2 separate regions of the Salvelinus alpinus genome follow, and region 2 is linked to region 1. The links are chromatin contacts, called in public Hi-C maps. All regions are on one chromosome and are shown on one strand. The core of a region is the stretch at or near the end of the contact, and the rest is flanking DNA. Distances in the headings are between cores, read along the strand shown. Region 1 holds the start of LOC139536335 (SWI/SNF-related matrix-associated actin-dependent regulator of chromatin subfamily D member 1-like). Region 2 holds the start of tma7 (translation machinery associated 7 homolog).

Evidence for each region. Hi-C and Micro-C count contacts between places; a contact is called where the count stands out from the background.
Region 2: a Hi-C map of muscle shows a contact between it and region 1, with 3 times the contacts expected there. The contact joins the promoter of tma7 here to the promoter of LOC139536335 in region 1. A contact is called at or near these places in 2 of 3 Hi-C or Micro-C datasets (muscle and red muscle).

What each region holds. Positions count from the first base shown.
Region 1 is chr12:52,393,417-52,396,814 of SLU_Salpinus.1, reverse strand. It overlaps LOC139536335 (SWI/SNF-related matrix-associated actin-dependent regulator of chromatin subfamily D member 1-like), which reads right to left and starts at 1,333. Exons shown (of 12, transcript XM_071336791.1): 1 at 1,047-1,333. The coding sequence starts at 1,232.
Region 2 is chr12:52,558,149-52,561,774 of SLU_Salpinus.1, reverse strand. It overlaps tma7 (translation machinery associated 7 homolog), which reads left to right and starts at 2,140. Exons shown (of 4, transcript XM_071336801.1): 1 at 2,140-2,315; 2 at 2,802-2,857; 3 at 3,020-3,107; 4 at 3,544-3,626. The coding sequence starts at 2,300. The coding sequence ends at 3,578. ccdc51 (coiled-coil domain containing 51) reads right to left here and starts at 261. Exons shown (of 4, transcript XM_071336799.1): 1 at 47-261.

The DNA.
Region 1 (3,398 bases), core at 84-2,583:
TTACTTCCAGACACAATTGAAGGAACACCTCACTGACCATTTTACTTGCCCTACAAGAGCTGGTTAGGCTGTTTTCATGTTATCTAGTTAGTGACTGTGTTGCTGGCAACCATTTTAATTGTTTTTCTGCTGACATCATCAAATTCAACAGGTTTTTGAATTCAAATAAAAAATCTAATTTTATTTGTCAAATGCGCTGAATACAACAGGTAGACTTTACTGTGAAATGCCTACTTACAAGCCCTTAATAACCAACAACGCAGTTAAGAAAAATAAGTTAAGAAAATATTTACTAAATAAATGAATATTTAAAAAAAAGTAACAATACAATAACGACTATATATATATATATATATTTACAAAATCATTATTGGGGTACCGGTACTGAGTCAATGTGCTGGGGTACAGGTTAGACAAGGTAATTTAGGTAATATGTACATGTAGGTAGGGTTATTCATCAGTTATTCTGTGATCTGGCACACTCAGACAAGAGTGCCCTGAAATCAGAGTAGATAGCCAGGGTGAGTTTACTAACACATTCCTAATGTAACCATGATTGCGTCCTGACCCCAGTGCAACTTTGTGTAAACGGAAGTAACGGTAGGTTCTGTATCTTCTGGCAACCGCGGATTTAAAACCAGACAAATCAAATCAAATTTTACTTAGTTAGCTACCCAGATAGCTTTTGGCTAACACACGCCAAACTACTAGCAAATGGGCTAGTTAGTTAGACAGTTAACGAGCTAGTTTAGCTAACGTATTAGTTTTAACCGCCACTTGGGGACAGACTTAGCTCATAGCTAGCGCGGTAGGTGGTGGTCATCTACAAAGTGTAGTTAGCTACAGTAGCTAACTACCTAGTTGTGCATAAACATAACATTGTGAATAGCCACAAAACAATAAATCAAGGATGGTAATCAGGGGCCTTTACGAGTAACGTCACCGTACCCCGTCGTTAACTACATATCATTAGTACAGTATAGGCTAACTACCGCTTTGAAAACGGCTTTGTTCTAGCTAACGTTAGCCGTTGAATCGTGGCTCACCGGGTATCCAGGCCCAGGCATCGGAGATCGGTAAAGGTGGTTCTGTGCGCCCGATGAGAGTCCCATCCTTCCACCAGGAGTTCCAGGTCCCATGCCTGGTCCTCCACCTTGCACCTGGGGTCCGGGTCCCATTCCCCCGCCACCACCTCCCGTTGGAGCCGATTGAAAACTACCTCTGGCCGCCATCTCCCCTGGATGTCTCCGCCACCGGATAGTGGAACGGAACTATCGCGACTCGCGAGAGTAGTCTAGTTGATGTAGCGGAGCGTTTCTTTTTAACACAGCGACCTCTGCTGTTTAATTTCCATACAACCAGCCCGTATTGAGGTAAACATGTTACAATCTACAGCAGCCTATGAAAGCAGTTTCAAAATAAAAACAACCAAATATGCAGCTCCCAAAAATGTTGGTGATTTGCAAGCTCACCGGCAATGGGGCAACAATTACTAGTATAGGCCTACTGGTCTTTTGATGTGAAATAATTGCTTGACATTGATAATTTACTTATTAAGCTTGCATTTGGAATTTGTTGTTAAAAAAATCAAATATTACTGTGACGAAGTCGCACCATAGGCGGCTCTTTAATTCCGCTCTCTAAACTCCCGCCAGTGGAGAGTGCTTTTTTTTCCTCTTGTTGAAATGTTTGCAGTTGCTTCAGACGTTTAAATGCATATGTGGTAAATCTATATTCCATCTAATACCACAGTAATTGCTAGAGTTTCGTCATTCCATTCCCGTACCGTTTATTGTAACACGTAGACATTTCTGTTTGAAGTTGTATAGGCCTACAATACAGTTTCATTTTATAGCCATGTCTCTCATTTTTTTTGCTGTGCGTAATAGGAGCGCTCGCGGGCGCACAGAACCAGCTTTGGAGTCAGAATAACGTTGAATGATTGTTGCATGAATGCGTGGCGTTGACATATCATTAATAATCATGCAGTCTGATTAAGACGAATGTACCAATGGATGTGGAAATAGCATTTTACATTGTAGAACCAGTTTATTGGTTATAATTGACAATTGGTATGGTCCTGGGAGCCAAGTGCTTATTTGGTGTTTGAGCTCCTCTTAGACAGATTCGATTTCTCAGGTAGGACAGGAGGCTATTTCTTTTGAGATTTTGCGCATATTTATTTGGTAAATGTACTTGTATATTTTGTACGATATTGGATCACCAAGAGCTGTAAATACATCTACATTCGAAGGACGTCAACCTGCCTTGCCTTCAGCTGATTTGATGCTGACTTCCTATTTTACCTTTATTTAACTAGGCAAGCCAGTTAAGAACAAATTCTTATTTACAATGACAGCCTAGGAACAGTGTTCAGGGGCAGAATGACAGATGTTAACCTTGTCAGCTCGGTGATTCAATCTAGCAACCTTTCGGTTACTGGACCAACGCTCTAACCACTAGGCTTCCTGCCGCCCCAATTACATAGGCTAATAAAAATATGTTGTAGACAAAATAACCAAAAGAGCTGTCTGGTATCCTCAATAAATAGACAAAGATTTGTAGTTGAACAAGTCGTTGCATGTATAGATATGTTGTTTTGCTTGACTTGAAACTTGACTTAAAAACGTGTGACTCGACTTGACTTGATCTTAGAATGCACGACTTGGACTTTACTCCAGTCTTGACCCGTTCTACTTGGGACTCGACTTGAGACTTGTTTGTGACTCGAATAATAGTGACTTGGTCCCATCTCTGATGTTTACTGTATTAAGAGGGTAAACAATAGCCTGTTTAACTTGTAAATAAATAATGGAAGAAAGGGAGGGAAAAAAACACTCACTGAAATATTTGTTAAGTTTTGTTCTGTCTTCAGCTGCCAAAAAATAAGATTAAAAGTTAAAGAATATTTCAGGGACTGTGGACTTTTCCTTTCATCCAGTAAATATCAACCCAACATGTAAACCCAACATGTAAAATGTTGGTCCCTTGTTTCATGAGCTGAAATAAAAGATCCCAGAAATGTTACGCACAAAAAGCTTATTTCTCTCAAATGTTGTGCACAAATGTGTTTACATCCCTGTTAGTAAGCATTTCTCCTTTGCCAAGATACTCCATCCACCTGACAGGTGTGGCAAATCAAGCTGATTAAACAGATTAAACAGCATGATCATTACACAGGTACACCTTGTGCTGGGGGCAATAAAAGGCCACTTTAAAATGTGCAGTTTTGTCACACAACACAATGCCACAGATGTCTTATGTTTTGAAGGAGCGTTCAATTGATTTACTAATGGCAGGAATGTCCACTAGAGCTGTTGGTTAGATTACTAGGTTAGATTACTTGTTAGGTTAGATTACTTGTTGGTTATTACTGCATTGTCGGAACTAGAAGCACA
Region 2 (3,626 bases), core at 891-3,390, 160 kb before region 1:
TGATCTCTGATTTGTTTTTATGTACCTAATAAGAATAATCACGTACCGGTTGTCTTCAAGTATTAGGCAAATGATCAGCTGGCTACAAAACGTACATAGTAATTTTATCATAAAATGTTTATGATCAGGCACATCACAAATATTCTGCATCCGGTTTAGAGTGGAAGTAAGGTCCTAACAGCGCGGATTAGAAACAAAGATTGTCCAATATGTTGCCAAGATAGTCAAGTGACCGCTCTAACAATGAAAATACGCGTTCTCAAATATGTAAGCAAAGATGATGGATATACTGACAAGATACACGTCTCTGCCCTAACAGTGGTAGTCGTTGTCCACAAAACGTCTGTCTAGCTCCCGCCTATCCTTTCTTTGGATTAGTGGAAACATCTCATTTTTGTCATATTTTTTTTAATATTTGATGAGGGTTGTTGACGTCAACAGCCTGTATTCGATGAAGAGAGACACTATATTTTTATTTAACTAGGCAAGTCAGTTAATAACAAATTCTAATTTACAATGACAGCCTACACCAGCCAAACTCAGACAACGCTGGGATAATTATGCGCCGCCCTATGGGAGTCCCAATCACAGCCGGTTGTGATACAGCTTGGAATCGAACCAGTGTGTCTGTAGCACTGAGCTGCAGTGCCTTAGACTGCTGCGCTACTTGGGAGCCCTATTTTATGAATAGCAATCTCGAGACAACTCCAATATAAAGTGTTTTTTCTCAAAGTTTCCGGAATGTTACGTGTCCTACTTATATCAGTACAGTCATAACAACTTAAGCATTATGAAACTTCTATTCGATCAAATAAATCTCACATAGCAAATAAGCCATTCAGTTTTTCGTTGACCAAATTCGTCACTCTCTCATCGACCTCCGTTTGAAAACCCCATGCTTGGTGAGCGAAACAAGCGAAAATAGCCACCTGCTGGAGGGAGACAGATTTTCCATCGAGTTGGGCCTCTTCCTCTCTGATGTAAAGCATGCAGGAAGAGACCAGATCAGGTGGGACCATTCTAGTCAATGAGAGAGTAAACAAGCATGCGAACAACAGGCCAAAGAGATAGATATAGCTAGGACTCATCCTTGTATCTGTGCCATTATAGTGTCTATGACAGCATGGGCAGCGTCATTGAGGATATCTCCATTTTAAAGCAGTCCATTTTATTTTTCTTCATTGGCAGATTGCTCCCAACTCAGGAATCCCCACCCAGTTAACTCCTTTAAAATGGTGGAAGCCCTCATTGGCAATGTCCACGCTATAACAGGTTATATCCATGATGAGTGGCGCAGTGGTCTAAGACACTGCATCTCAGTGCAAGAGATGTCACTACAGTCCCTGTTTCGAATCCAGGCTGTATCACATCTGGCTGTGATTGGGAGTTCCATAGGTGGGCACACAATTGGCTGGGGTAGGCAGTCATTGTAAATAAGAATTTGTTATTAACTGACTTGCCTAGTTAAATAAAAAATAAAAAAATTGTTCTCTATAGTAACAGTCATAATGCTGAAATAAAGAGCATGTTGGTAAATTCAATCTGGAGTGCCAGAGTGTGCTCTGGGGTTCATAAATTCAGAGCATTGTCAGTTTGTAAATTCAGAGCGCTTCGCTCTTGGAGCGTTCAGAGTGCACACTGGACGCTCTGGCCAGGTCGCAGTTGTAAATGAGAACTTGTTCTCAACTAGCCTACCTGATGAAATAAAATAAAGAAAGAAAGAAAAGGGTTGATGCAACACAGCTACTCCTTCAAGACTGTTGGAAAAGCATTCCAGGTGAAGCTGGTTGAGAGAATGCCAAGAGTGTCACGTCATCAAGGCAAAGGGTGGCTACTTTGAAGAATCTCAAATATAAAATATATTTAGATTTGTATGACACTTTTTTGGTTACATGATTCCATATGTGTTATTTCATAGTTTTGATGTCTTCACTATTATTCTACAATGTAGAAAATAGTAAAAACAAAGAAAACCCTGGAATGAGTAGGTATGATCAAACCTTTGACTGGTACTGTATATTGTTTTTTCGTTGTTTGTGTGGATTTTTGTTCATTATATTTTCCCGATAATGGAATTACTTTTCTTTAGTGAAGTTTTTCACCCCCGTCCAGTTGGTGGCGATAAAACACCTTTTACGTGTAGTTCGTCAATAAACCAGAAGAAGAAGAAGCTTATTTTCCTGGACAGATTTTTGGCGGAGTAGAATTTCTCGCTTAGCCTCTTCCTCTCTGTTAGAAAGCAACTGCGAACAAGCTAGCTCAGTTGTTTTATTTAGATTTTATTGAAACACTCGCAAATATGTCCGGAAGAGAAGGTGAGATTCACATTTACATATTTGACATACACCTCGATATTTATTTTAAGGTGAAAAGTAATAATGATGCTATTATATAGAAAGTTGGTTAGCTACGACTGTCCAGTCTAGCTCGCTAGCAACCCATGCAATGTAATGTATGTATCTAGCTAGCTGGAATAGCTGGCAAGCCTTGCTACTAATGTAGGCTAGAAAGCAGATTTTTTAAAAATTATTATTTTTACTGTGAATGCATTTGTATGTACCATATATGCCCATACATTGCTGATTGCTCAAACCATCTTACTAACTGCTCCTAGGTAATACATATATCAAAGTTATTCTAGATGGTTAGCTGTGTAATGTGTGAAACTGTCCCGCATGTCATGATCAGTTTAGCTAGCTAGCTTCCTACCTTCTGAAGGCTTCTTCTGTGTGTGACGCGCTTATGCGGTATTCGTTCATTCACGATATATTGATTGAATGGGATATGTTCTTGTCTTATAGGTGGTAAAAAGAAGCCCTTAAAATCTGCCAAAAAAGCGACTAAGGAGATGGATGATGTGAGTTTGTCATTGTTTGCACGATGTTATATGTAGCCTGTATCATGTAATATAAACTTCTAATGAGGGAACACTCAGTGTTTTTCTAAATGTTGGAGTTCAAATGTAGCTTAGTGTATTTCCATTGTAATCCTGATCACATTTGCTTTATGTCAAATCCAGGATGAAATGGCCTTCAAACAGAAGCAGAAAGAAGACCAGAAAGCCTTGGATGCATTGAAGACGAAAGCAGCAGGAAAGGGACCATTAAGTAACAATCATTTATTTGTTTTTGTTGACGATCAGAATCTAATCAGGATTCCTATGATTTACTGAACAGCCCAAAGTAATCAAAAGGTGGACTTTCAATTCGACCCAAATCTACCCAACAACCCATTGACTCCACAAATGCAGAGTATTATTTTCCCTTGCCAATGTTTGTAACTGTTTTATACTGCAGCGGATAACGCCCATTAGCCCAAAGAGAAAAAAAAGCATTGCAAGTCAACACTGAGCTGAGGAGAATATGTCTAGTGATTCTGATGTCACTAGGTGGCAGTGTTGTCTTTCTGGGTTTTCTTGCCTTGTCATTCAATGTACTCTGCTTGCCACAGCTGTTTTAGTAGTCCCTCTGTCTACTTGAGTTTTCTAGAGAAAGTTAAGCATATTTTTCATGGTTTTCTCATTCTCTTGATTTTCCTTTTCAGCTGGTGGAGGAATCAAGAAGTCTGGAAAGAAGTGATTATACATTTGAAAACCATGTACTCATTTGTTGCTGAATCGCAGCCCC